Linked DNA regions of Rattus norvegicus: region 1 is linked to region 2. The links are chromatin contacts, called in public Hi-C maps. All regions are on one chromosome and are shown on one strand. Each heading gives the region's core, a stretch centred on a gene start, on an enhancer-like site or on the middle of the called end of the contact. The rest is flanking DNA. Distances are from core to core; before and after follow the strand shown.

Evidence for each region. A called contact is a pair of places that touch in the nucleus more often than the background predicts.
Region 1: a contact with region 2 is called in a Hi-C map of liver, with 2.2 times the contacts expected there. The contact joins the promoter of Pdxdc1 here to the promoter of Bfar in region 2. A contact is called at or near these places in 2 of 12 Hi-C or Micro-C datasets (liver and mammary epithelial cells).

What each region holds. Positions count from the first base shown.
Region 1 is chr10:2,529,036-2,535,332 of GRCr8, forward strand. It overlaps Pdxdc1 (pyridoxal-dependent decarboxylase domain containing 1), which reads left to right and starts at 3,477. Exons shown (of 24, transcript NM_001134961.1): 1 at 3,477-3,666. The coding sequence starts at 3,646. It also overlaps a transcript of Mpv17l not described here.
Region 2 is chr10:2,055,941-2,062,678 of GRCr8, forward strand. It overlaps Bfar (bifunctional apoptosis regulator), which reads left to right and starts at 3,301. Exons shown (of 8, transcript NM_001013125.2): 1 at 3,301-3,392.

The DNA.
Region 1 (6,297 bases), core at 2,227-4,726, 470 kb after region 2:
CTGTAGACAAGCCTGCACTATGTTTTGGTTTTTTTTCTTTTTTAGATGTATTTTTATGTGTGTGAGTGCTTTGCCTGCATATATATTTGTGTAGCACATGCTTACCTGGTGTCTAAGAGGCCAGAAGAGGGTGTTGGATCCCAAGTAACTGGCGTTATAAATAATTGTGAGTTGCCATGTGGGTGCTGAAAATTCAACACAGGTCCTCTGACAGAACAAGTGCTCTTAACTGCTGAGCCATCTTTCTAACCCTGTAAAGCATTTTTAAAAATTATTGATTGAGGACCTACTCCATTATGAGCAATGTCAGTCATGAGCAGGTGGTCGTGGATGGTATAAAAAAGTAGGTTGAGCAAGCCATGGTGAACAAGAGCATACAGATTCCTGTCTGGCCTATAAAATGTAGGATTAAATAAATATTTTCCTCCTCAAATTGCATTTGATGATGGTCTTTGTTATAGCAACAGAAAGCAAATTAGAATGGTAGCTCTATAATATAACCTGATATAACTTAGTAAAACTCCAACTCTGTTCCAGGGCCTTCTATACTGCATATGAGCTTTATGATGTTTTTCTTTCCACTTCTGTCATTTTTATTGGTATTACATTGACTCTGTAAATTGCTTTTGGAAAGATGGTAATTTTTACAATATTAATCCATGAGCCTAAGAGACCTTTCCATCTTCTAGTATCTTCCTTAATTTCTTCAAAAATATAAAATTTTCATCTTTGAAAGATGTTGAAAAAGTCATAGGAAATCATTATTTTTTAAAAAATTTATTTATTTATTATATAAAAGTACACTGTAACTGTCTTCAGACACACCAGAAGAGGGCATCAGATCTCATTACAGAGCCACCATGCAGTTGGTTGCTGGGATTTTGAACTCAGGACCTTTGGAACAGCAGTCAGTGCTCTTAACCACTGAACCATCTCTCCAGCCTAGAAATCATACTATTTTTAAAGCTTACTTTAAAATGTGTGTATAATCACACACATATTTCCAGAAAGAGTGTCTGCACATGAGGTGATAATGCCATAAATTGTTTAAAGAAATCCCAGTGTCAAGAAGGGAAAGGGAAACATTTTGAGTTGTTGGTCAAGGGTATCTAAGAGACCTCCGAAACACTACAGGGTTTGTCACTGCTCTCGATCACCTTCAAGTTCTTTGCTTCCTTCTGGTTTACTCTTCAAGAAAAATCTCTTTTTAACATTTTATGTATTATTTTTATGCGTATGGGTGTTTTGCCTGCATGCACAGTGGAGGCCAGAAGGCGGCACTGGATTCCATTAGGACTTAAGATTATGAAAGTTGTGAGCTGCCATGTGGGTGTTAGGAGTTGAACCCTGCTCTTAACTGCTAAGCCACTTCTCCAACCCTCAAGAAAATTCTTAATTCAGTGTGATAGCTCACACCTATAACCCCAGCACTTGGGAAATGAGGATTGCTTCTAGTTCAAGGCAGTTTGGTCTACAAATGAATAGCAGGACAGCCAGGGATACATACTGAGACCCTATCTCAATAATACTAGTGATGTAAACATTTCACCATATACAAGCTATATGTCTGTAGAGGTTGAGTGTATTTGGGGGGTAGAGGTAGGATGTTGGTTGTTTCTCTGTGTAGACCAGACTAGCCTCGAACTCACAGAGCTCCACCTGCCTCTGCCTCCTAAATGCTAGGATTAAAGGCTGTGCCACCAGGCTCGGTTTGAATCTATTTTTTAACTACTTAGAGGTAACGTTACATTTATGAGCTTCTTTAAAAAAATCTATTACATTTTTACTTTGTGTGCTCTTGTGTGTGTGTGCATGTGTGCCACTGTCCATGTGCAGAGGCCAGAGGACAAAGCCAGAGTTGGTACTCTTTCCACTGTGAGTCTCGGGGATCAAACTCAAGGCCAGGCTTAGTGGTAGAGGTCTTTATCTCTTAAGCCATCTCTACAGCCTGTGCATTGTTGTTTGCTTGTTTTTATTTTGCTATTTGTTTAAAAAAGATATTTGTGAGTGTAGGAGTTGGTTCTCCCTATCCATCAGACTTAGTGGCAACCACCATTACCATCAAGCACCTTAACTCTGTTTTGTTTGAAGTCACCAAACCAAAATGGTTTGGAATACAGCATGTATTCTAGACTAGCCTCCAACTCATGAGGTAGGGGAGGGGGCATTTCTTGTACCTCTGCCTAAAACAAAAAAACAAAAACAAAAACAAAAAGTCTTCAATAATATTGAAGTGTTCAGAGTTGTAATGTAACTATCCATATTGATTGACAGTTATCTGAATACATAAGTGATAGAAACAAATATAAGAAAATGGCAACTAACCTAGCTAATGGGCACATGATTGTTCACTGCAATTCTTTTGTCCTTTCTAAAGGTTTGGAAAATTTCATAACACGTTGTTTTGTTCAAGCAGGAACACATTCAATTTTTCAGTCTTTGAGGGGCACCATTTCATCATTCCCCCCCCCCATTCACTAGAGAATCATTGATTTTCCTACTCTAAAGTAGCACACATGATTTCTTTGCTATTATTAACATAAGCAGGCCATTTATCCAAATGCAAAGTAGAGACCTCTCGCAGATAATTATTTCACTGACAACCCGACCCAAGCTTGGGGGACGATGCTGCGTAAGAAACAGGAGAGGGCAGGAATAGCTTTGTAGTTTTTAGCATCATCAGTCTTCTGTCCAGGAAGTTTCACTGACCGCAATGGTGGTAGATCCCATTTCAGCTACCCATCAGTAGATGAGCGAAGATAGGAAACAAATCCTGCAGGCTCTCACTAAAAAACCCACCACCCCCACCTAGCGGGAATAAAGCGGAGATAAGGCGGTGTACTGTCGGGCTGCAAGGAACTAAACCTAACACGGATAATAATGATTCCATATCAAAAGACTGTGATATAAAATAGAAAGGCAACAGACCTATTATTATCATTATTACCCATCCCCCGACAAGCCATCATTGTGACATGAGGGACGACGCCAGACCAGAGGCCTCAAATTCATCTGGACTTTTGAGGGAAGAGCTGACAGAAAAACATTCAGCTCTGACCAGCATCCCTTCCAAAGAGCAGCCACTTAAGAACCCAGCCTATCTCCCAATCCAACAACAACAACATAAAAATCCTAGAGCGCGAGGCAGCCACCATCCCGCGCATGCGCAAGTGGGCGCTGGCCTCAGGCTGCTGAGGTAAATTAACTACTCCGTTTCTGACAGGTGTTGACGGCCAAGGATTTGAAAGCCTGGCTCCAGACGTGCAGCTGAGTCGATACTATTTTACCTGGTGGATATCTCATTGTGATGGTCACCACAGGCTTATAGCAAAGTTGAGTTTGGACCGCTTTTTAGACTGGGTTTCCCCCGCGTGGTAGAGTTAGGACCGGCCAGCGTGACGTCCGAGTACGGAAGCCTGGAAGAGGCCCCGCCCCAGGAGACCCCGCCCACCCGACAGGTCTCGCCCCGCCTTCAGCAAGCCGCAGGATCCCTGCTGGCCGCGCTGCGGGGCAGCTCCTCCTCCTCTCCGCCCGGCCGGCTGCGGGCGCCGGGGACGTCAGCGCTGCCAGCGTGGAAGTCGCTGTGGGCCGCGGGAGGCGGAAGTAGTTCCCGGCACCGCGGGACCAACACCAAACGCCTCAGCTATGGACGCGTCCCTGGAGAAGGTCGGTACGGAGGGATCGGACGGCGCTGTGGTCCCAGGTCTCCGCTACCGGGGTGACTGGTTTCCCCGTGGGACTAAGGAATCTCGCTGGTGGAGGGCGTCCTGCCTGGGCCGGGCCACGTCACGGGTCCCGGTGGCTGAGGGGGAGGTGGGTCCGGTGCTGTCGGAACCGGCCTTGGCTTCCCGAGGGTCGGCGTGGAGCCGGGCCTGAACCCGCGCTGGTCCTGTAGGGTGACAGGAGCTATAGGTGTGGACCCCAGAAGCGCACGGGGAAAAGTCCGAGTTGTCGCGGAGGCCACTGCAAAGCCCCAGATGTCACAGTTGCTTTCCAAGTTAGACAAATTGTGAACTTTGGTGGGCATAGGAATCACCTGTGGACTTGGTTTTGCAGCCTCGGAACTGAAACTGGGATGGGCGGGAGCTCAGTTTGTTGAGTTTAACAAGTTTTCCCACGTGATTCCGGTGCTGTAGCTTGCAAACCCAGGCTAGAAGCCCTAGGATCCAGAACTGGTGAGTTTATTTGGAGGAGGAGGTGGTCCCCGCTGGTCTCACAACGTTTTGGATTCCTCTTTCTCAGAATCACCAGAGGCCTTTAGGTCAACTCCAACTCCATAGTAACCAGTGTCTACCCCTGTTCAACCCTTAGGGCAACAGCAACTTGATGGACCTGGCTGCCTACTCGGGCATGTTAAAATAGACTAATTGTTCCCACCCAAGGGCTGGCAATTGAGAACAAACAGGTCCTTGGGTTTCTTCATGGACCGTGCTTTCAGTGCCAGTCTTTTCTCTTTGTCCCTTCTTGAAATTCTGCTTATCCAGTCTGATGTAAAATCCTAGTTTTCCCCACAACTGAAATCAATCCTTGCTTTCATCCTTCCCACCAACCTTGCCCCCTTCTTCAATCTCTTCTTGTTCCACCCGCCTCCCTGGGTTTTGTAACCCTGGCTAGTCTGTATCTATATAGAGTAGGGTGACCCAAACTTAAAGTGATCCTTCTGCCTTTGCCTCCCAAACTGCTGGTTTTAGGGGACTGCACCATCATGCCTGGCTTGGAATAACTTTTCTCAGAGAAGCAGCTGCTGTAGTAATTTGTTCACTTGTCACTGGAGAGTCGAAAGCAGTAATTGTAGAAATTAAGCCAGATGTCTTCATGTGCACACAGTGGCATCTCTTGCTCCTCAGCTATTTAGTATAAATTGGGTGGAAAGCAATCAGAGAAAAAGATGGTTTTTTTCTTTTTTCTTTTTCTTGATTCTTCTGACTGACTAGCATAGTGTCTACTCTTTGGTACCATGAGCTTTACTTGGATTGGCAATTCTCAACTCTGGGTTAGGTTTGTTCCCCAGGGACATTTAGCAATTTCTGGGGATGTTTTAACCTAGAGTACTAGGAATTCAAGGGCGGTACTGCTGGGAACCCAAGCATACTGTTGAATATTCTCTGTTGCACAGGACCATTCTACACATGAGGGAACTATCAGCAATTAAGAAGTTGAGAAAACTGGTTGAGATTATGTGTGTAACTCCAGTAGTTGAATATGATGCTGAAAATATCCTGTTTCACATTTCTTAATAAGGCTTTAAGTCATTCCATTAGAAACCTGAAAGAACGAGATGACCTTTCCTTTGAGAATATCTGAAAACTGAAAGTGGGTAGGAACTCTACTGTAGATGGCATTCTTTCTGTATATTAAGTGATGATAAAATATTTTAAACCCTCCAAAGAAAATCTGAGGAGGTACTGAAACTCTAGCATGCTTAAGGATGGAACTTTAATTGCATTGAACTTTGAGGAGTTCAGAATATGTGGGCTGAAAGTTGCTGCCTTAGGCCAATGTGAAAATTATAAATGTAGCTTTTGTTTTAAAAGCTAGGGCTCAGACAGGTGGTGGCCCACAAATTTAATCCCAGGATTTGGGAAGGCAGAGGCAGGCAAACTTTTGAGTTCAAGGTCAATTTTGTCTACAGAGGGAGGGACAGTCAGGGCTACACAGAGAAACACTGCTTTAAAAAAAAAAGTTAGGGCTCTTATTTTTATATTCCATGAAGTAATTAGAAAACTTTAAATATAGTGAGTAATTTCAGTTAATGCTAACTGGACAGAAAAGGCTTTGATGTATTATGAATTCAAATGACTTTGTGTTCTGAGAAATAGTTTGAAGTGAAACATTAAATTATGTCTATTGTTCCAGTTTCTTTGAGGATTAGGCTAATTTGGGATAGATTCTATGTTTCTAGTATAAAATCGAGAGTTTTTTGAGTAGCTCTAAATGATTCCGCTTTATCTGACCCTGCATACTTTATAAAACCACAGAAACCACAGTATTATTTGATATTTATCCTCTGAAACTTCAATATCTCTTCCTCTAGGACAGCAGTTCTCAACCAGTTGGTTGTTACCCTACAGGAGTCATATATCAGATATCGTACATATCAGATATTTACATTATTATTTATCACAGTAGCAAAATTTTAGTTATGAAGTAGCAATGAAGTAGTTTTGTGGTTGGGGGGTCACCACACCATGAGGAAGTGTATTAAAGGATAGCAGCATTAGGAGGGTGGGGTCTGCTGCTCCTGGATGTGATGTGATATCACTCCATACATTCCCTTGATCAAACCATAACTCTACC
Region 2 (6,738 bases), core at 2,051-4,550:
AGGCAGGGGAATTGCAAATTCGAGGCCAGCTTAGGGAACATAATGAAAGTGTCTAAAAAATAATAATAATTTTATAAATACAAATATATAATATTTGTTTAATTTGTGGAGTAGTGTTGGAGAAGCATATGTGGGGGTCAGTGATCACTAGTGGTGAGCAAAGGAAGACGTCCGGGGTCTGTTCTTATTCTCCACCTTACTTGAGACAGGCAGGGCCCATCACTAAACTTGAGTCTCTGACTCCCAACACTAGGTTTACAAGAGGTGCTGGAGATTTGTACACGAGTCTTGTTGATTCTGCAGCAAATGCTCTTACCCATGGAACCATCTCTATACCCCTGCCCCCACACCCCCATTTACTGAGTTCTGGTTCTGTGCCACTTTGGTAGGATGGAGATACTGTGATGAGAAAGCCTGGTGATTGTCCCATTGCTGCGGAAGGAAAAAAGCCAGACAGAATCAGACTTGTTTGGAAATGTGATAGTTGCTGTTGAGATAAAGAGCAAACTGCTGCAGCAGAGAGTGATGGGGAAGCAGGGTTTCTTAGGTAATCAGAAAAGGAAAAGCCATTTGGGGGAGCCTACTTTGTGGCCTAACACTCTACAAAAGCAGCGAGTATTCTTAACCTCTGAGCCATCCCTCCAGTCCCACACTCAGCTCATCTCAAAGAGAGTTTCAGGGTTTTCTTGGGCAGCCCCTGCTGGCTTGCAGGAGAGATAAAGTGTTCACAGGGGCTGTAATCTTTTCAATATTTATCCTCTGACGAGTGAATGAGACCCCATGTGATGGCTATTCTTGATTGTCAACTTGACTATATCTGTAATAAACTACAATCCAGAAATGGAGGCCACACTCGTGAGAGATTTTCTGCTTGGTTTGAAGTGAGTGAATCCACTTCTCATCCAGACCTTTGAGATATGAAGACATACATGTTTGATCCAGATCTTTTTTTTAAGATTTACTTATTTATTTTATGTATATGAGTACACTGTCACTGTCTTCAGACACACCAGAGGATGACATCAGATCCCATTACAGATGGTTGTGAGCCACCATGTGGTTGCTGGGAATTGAACTCAGGACCTCTGGAAGAGCAGTCAGTGCTCTTAATTAATCACACCATCTCCAGCCCTTGATCCAGATCTTGAGGCAAGGACACACTCACCTTTAATCTAGACCTTGAGGTAGGATCACACAACTCTAATCTGGGCCAATCTTCTGCCTATTTAAGAACATAGAAGAAGGAAGCGCTTACTCTTTGCCTGCTTGCCCATGCCTTGGTAGCAAGTCCATTCCTTCACTGGCATTGAGGACTTACTTCCAAATGACCAACTGAGACATCCTGCCTTATGAGACTGAGCAACTACTAGATTTTTCGACTTCCTGGTCCCAGCTAGTCATTGTTAGGTTAGCTGGACTGCAGCTTGTAAGTCATTCCAATAAATCCTCACACATTGGATATATACAGTTTACTTCTTTATTTATTTTGACAGAATGTATTAGTGAGAGTCACAAAACTTAGGAAATTATTCTGTCTCTGTGTGTCTGTGTCTGTGTGTGTGTGTGTGTGTGTGTGTGTGTGTGTGTGTGTCTGCTCTGCACATCTGGAGTGATGACACCTCTACCTGCCCTGCAGTTCAAAAGTCTCTCCCAGGATCCTGACTCTCAGAGACTTCTGTTAGAGACTAGATCTGATCTTCAGCTAAGATATATCACACAGGTGAGCAGTCTTGGGAAAATAGGCTTAGGACCAGAATTAGGAATTGAGATTGTAAACCTGTGTGATGAACCTGAGCATAATAAAATATAACTTTTATTATACTAAGTACTATGTATACCTACCTTTTGCTCAAGACACAGAGGCATGTGGATGTCTGTGAATTCAAGTGCAGCTTGGTCTACAGCTTGAGGTCCAGGACAGCTACACAGAGAAACCTAGTCTCCAAGCAAACAGGAGTATGGTGGGACACACCTGTAATCCAAACATCTGGGGAGTTCATTCGAGAGGAACTTGAATTCAGGACTAACCTGGACTACAAAGGCTGTGTCTTAATAAGAAAAAAAAAACTAATGGTAAATTCTGTTAATATATCTCCTACCACAATGGGGGAAAAGTTTATACTTTATTGGATTACTCTCCAGAAAGTAAATTCTGCTGGCACAGATCATTTTTACTCGTTACCAATTTGAAAAGAACACTCTTATTTATTTATTATTTATTTATTTATTTATTTATTTATTTAGAGATGGCTGATCTCAAACTCACTCCATACCTAAGGGGTGGCCTTGAACTTTTTTTTTTTTCAAGACAGAGCTTCTCTGTACAACACAGCCCTTGCTGTATTGGACTCACTTTGTAGGCCAGGCTGGCTTTTAAATCACAGAGACTGGCCTGCCTCTGCCTTCTGAATACTGGGGTTAAAGTACTACCATGCCAGACAGACTTCAACAACTTCTTCTTCTTTCTCCTTCTCCTCCTCTTCCTCCTCCTCCTTCTTTTCTTCTTCTTCCTCTTCCTCAGATTTATTTATTTTATCTGTATGAATATACTGTAGCTGTCTTCAGACACACCAGAAGAGGGCATCAGATCCCATTACAGATGGTTATAAACCACCAAGTGGTTGCTGGGAATCAAACTCAGGACCTTTGGAGAGGCAGTCAGTGCCATCTCTCCAGCCCAGCCTTTAACTTCTACTCTTCTTGCCTACTCCCTGCAGTTTACACCAGATCTAAGAAACAGAAACTTAAAAAAAAAAAAATTAAGTTTCACTATGTAACTTTGGCTGTCCTGGAATTCACTCTGTAGGCTAGACTGGCCTCGAACTCACAAGAGATCCGCCTGCCTAGCCTGGTGTCACAATGTCATAGATTGAAAACACAGCACTGTTGAGTTCTCAACAGATCCAGATCAAGGTGGGTAGCTGCAGAGTAAACGAGATAACGTCATTTTATTCCAAATCCCGACCCTAAAAATGAAGCTTTAAGAAGGGTTTTGTGGGTATCTGCATAAATGTGAAGTTAAGATTTATTATGGTGCATACGGGGCACTGTGAGAGACTCTGATATCTGAATAATGCAGCTAAACAAGGGAAAGGTAACACCTCCCGATTCCCGGGCGATGACGTCTGCTTGGCTCGGAAGGAAAAGAGGAAGGGGCAGGACGCTTTGCTGTGCATGCGCCCGCGGGTCGCTGGAGCAGCCGCTCTAGGCAGCAGGGAGGTCGCGCAGGGTTAAGAGCCTAAAGCGGTCTCTTCTCTATGGTTGCAGGAGCTGGTCAGAGTCGGTCCGCAGTCCTACGTTATTTCCGGAAACGAAGCCTGCCGCTTGTCCTCTACTTCCGCGGGGTCCTGGCGGGTGGCAGTGACGGAGTGGGTCCCAGGACTAGTGGCGAGGTGAGCTTCGGCACGGTGTGTGGTGGGTAATGAGGCGGCAGGGCGCTTGGCATGAGAGTTTGGCGCGGGAGACCGAACTGAACCCGCTCCCGGAGCGGCGCTGGCAGGGTGGGCCCAGACCCTCGGGCCTCCTCACCCTGGCCTGAGCACACCGGCAAGACTGCGGATCCCAGCTTGGCAGTTCCCCTTCCCTTCCGAGGCGAAGAGCCATTCCACCGCGGGTCTCTAGTCCTCGCCTTCCGGGTCTGGGTCAGAGCCCCTCGGAGGGTGACAGAGAAGGGGGTCTTGTTTCCACTCATTTAGGGGCTACGGGTGCCCGCCACGGCCGCTAGATCGAGGCACCTTCCTATCTCAAGGCAGAAGGTTCATAATGGGAAATAAGGATAACGGAACATCAGACTCCAAAGTGACACTGGGGCTTGTCTTCTCATTCCCATAGTCAAGACTCAGAAACCGTATGCTAAGGAGAGCGCGCGTGCGCGCGTGTGTGTTTAAAGACCGAGACGATGTGTCTAACTGGGGATCTTTAACTGGGCAAGGTGGGGGGCACCCATAACTTTGGTTGAGAAGAGAAAGTGGGAGCCTTATGCTCTCAACTGTCGCCGTTGGGTCCTCCCCACGGAATCCCATTGGTCCGTCCTTGGAGTGGCCCCAACGTCACACCAGGAGAGACCAATACGAAGGAGTTTTCCTCTCATCTTTAGGTACGGACTGCACGTGCCAATGAAGTTTTATTTTTGTCACTGCTATTTTATAAACAGCCTGGATGTATCCCGACCCAAGTGCTCGTTGTATGCCTGGGTATATCATCCATAAACCTGATAGGAAAACCGTACTCTCTCGGAGGCTGTTTAGACACACACACAACACACACACCCTTTTTCCCCTTTCCCTCTGGGGTTATAAATTCTAAGCACACTGTAGCCAGCATTTGGTAAAATGTGACTGTTAATAATGCTATTAATAACAGTCAGCAAACTTTTTACCTATCTGTGGACGCAGTTTGACATCTAATTTGACAACAATTCTTTAGCGTTGATATCAGTGCGGACTGATACACGGGAAAAAAACGAGGCTCAAAGAACAAGGGGTGACCAGATTGGGACCCCAGGTTAGCCTCACTCTGAAGACTTAACTTTGGGTTTTGGTCTTTTTGTTTGTTTATTTGTTTGGGTTTTGAGGGAGGGGGAGCCTGGGGTTGGTGGTTTTGTTGTTTGTTTGTTTTGTGTTTTTGTTTTTGTTTTGTGACAGGGTTTCTCTGTGTAGTCCTGGCTGTCTGATAACTCAGACCAGGCTGGCCAAGAATGCACAGAAATCCACCTGCCTGTGGAGGTTAAATGCCACCATGCCTTGGTTTGTTTTATTTGTTGAGAAAGGGTTTGTGTAGTCCAGGCTGGCCAAGAATAATTCTTGGACTTCTGATGTTCCTGGCTTTCTGAATTGAGTAACAGGAAATGGAGAAGGGAGAAAATGAAACTCTGAAGTGACACTGGGGCTAGAGTTTCCCTTTTCTGATTCCCAGCCCATGACTCAGAAATCTGAACTGGTGCAAAAGAGAGATTTTTCTGAGTGCTGATAGTAGGTGTTACCACCTATTATGCCCAGCTTATGCACTGCTAATGATAGGAGCAGTCAGCAAGCACTTTGCCAAACAGTCCAAGAGATTAGGGAACACAGAGAAACCTTACACAGTTAACTTGGGTTGGAGTGAATTAATTATCAAAGACCATCTGGATCTTGTTCGTGGATACTTTTAACTTAGAAATCTTAACAGACAGGAGTGTGATGATCCATATAAGATAGTTATTGACAACCATGTTGATTACGCCAATTAAAAATGTTAAGTACTTTTTATTGATGGCAAGACCAAAATGGGCTTGTGCCTCTAAAGACACAAACCTTCAAAGTTAGATGAGGATCAGAGTAACCTTAAACTTTCATTCCTGGCAGGGCAGAGTCTTAGATGTAACCTCAAATGGGTTGCCAAGACCGACATTGGGTTGGGGAAAGGGGAAAGACAAATTCAGTCAAAACAAGATGGCATTACCTTAGTCATTTCAAGAAGAGTATATGAAGATACACTCAAGGAACAGAAATGTGTACATGCTCTATGAACAGAGTCTAATCCTGGTAATAGAAGTTCTTGTGGAACCTATTGTTTGCTAGGAACTGTTCTGAGTTCTGATAAATGGTTATTATCCCCATTGTATAGGTGATATAAAGAAAGGTAAATGACTTACCTGAGATCAAGCAGCTAGTGGTTTATTGAGCTAAGATTTAACTTGATCATTCTGGCTCAAGAGACTGTGCTATAAGTGAGAATGTCAGTTTGGCAGCCACACATGATGGTGTCTCAGCATTAACAAGCCAACACCTGATGGCACAGGCTTTTAGTTATTGGGTAGACCAAGGCAGGAAGATTGCAAATTCAAAGCCTTAATTATGTGGACTGGGCTGAAGCTACTGCCTCTGTAGTAGAGTATATTTAGAGTGAACAAAGTCCTGGCTTCAGTTCCCAGCACTAGAAAAGTTAGTTTACTACTTCACCATGCATATTCTTCACTGAATAAAACCACAACTGCTTTATTTTGTTTTATTTTGTTGTAGTAGGGAGTGTTGTTTTGAGATGGTCTCATGCATCACTCTCTGGCTGGCAAGGGGTGACCTTGAAGTCCTAGTCCTTCACCACTCAGCTGCTGTGATTACAGGCTTGAGTCATCAGATCCAGTTTAGTGGAGAAGGTTTTGAACAATTTGATGGGAATTTTGCTCTAGAAGATGATTCAAACACTGAAAAAGAGACATTCACAAAAAGAGAATAGGAAGTGAGCATTATTTAAGTTTCTCTTTAGCCATACCTAGTCTGAGACATAGGCATTTATATTCAGACTCCATGTAGTCCTAAATGTCCACGTTCATGATAATCTTGTGAAGAGCCTGTTTCGGGTACATAGTCAGGTCCATATCCATGGATTGCATAGATGAGGGAAAAAATTCAGTTCAGTTGTCGGCTGGAGACTGTGGCTCAGTAGTATGGTGTTTATCATGTACAGTGGTCCTGAGTTCTACCTTCAGTCCTGCCAGGAAAAGCCAGGAAATTCCAAAAAGCAGTTTGATTTTGCTACATGCTAAGCACTACAATGAACCCAGAGGAATGAGGCTATGTGTAGGTGCACACACCCTTTGGTGGCTTCCTACCATTTTACAGATCCTTAGCGTCTCCAGCTCTCTGGGCATTATTTGCCTGGTGTCTTGATCATGTGTACTTTGTAGTCAGACTTACTGTGGTTGCTTGTATAACAAGCATGTATAAGAGATGACTAAAGGAGCCTGGTGGTGGTTGGCAC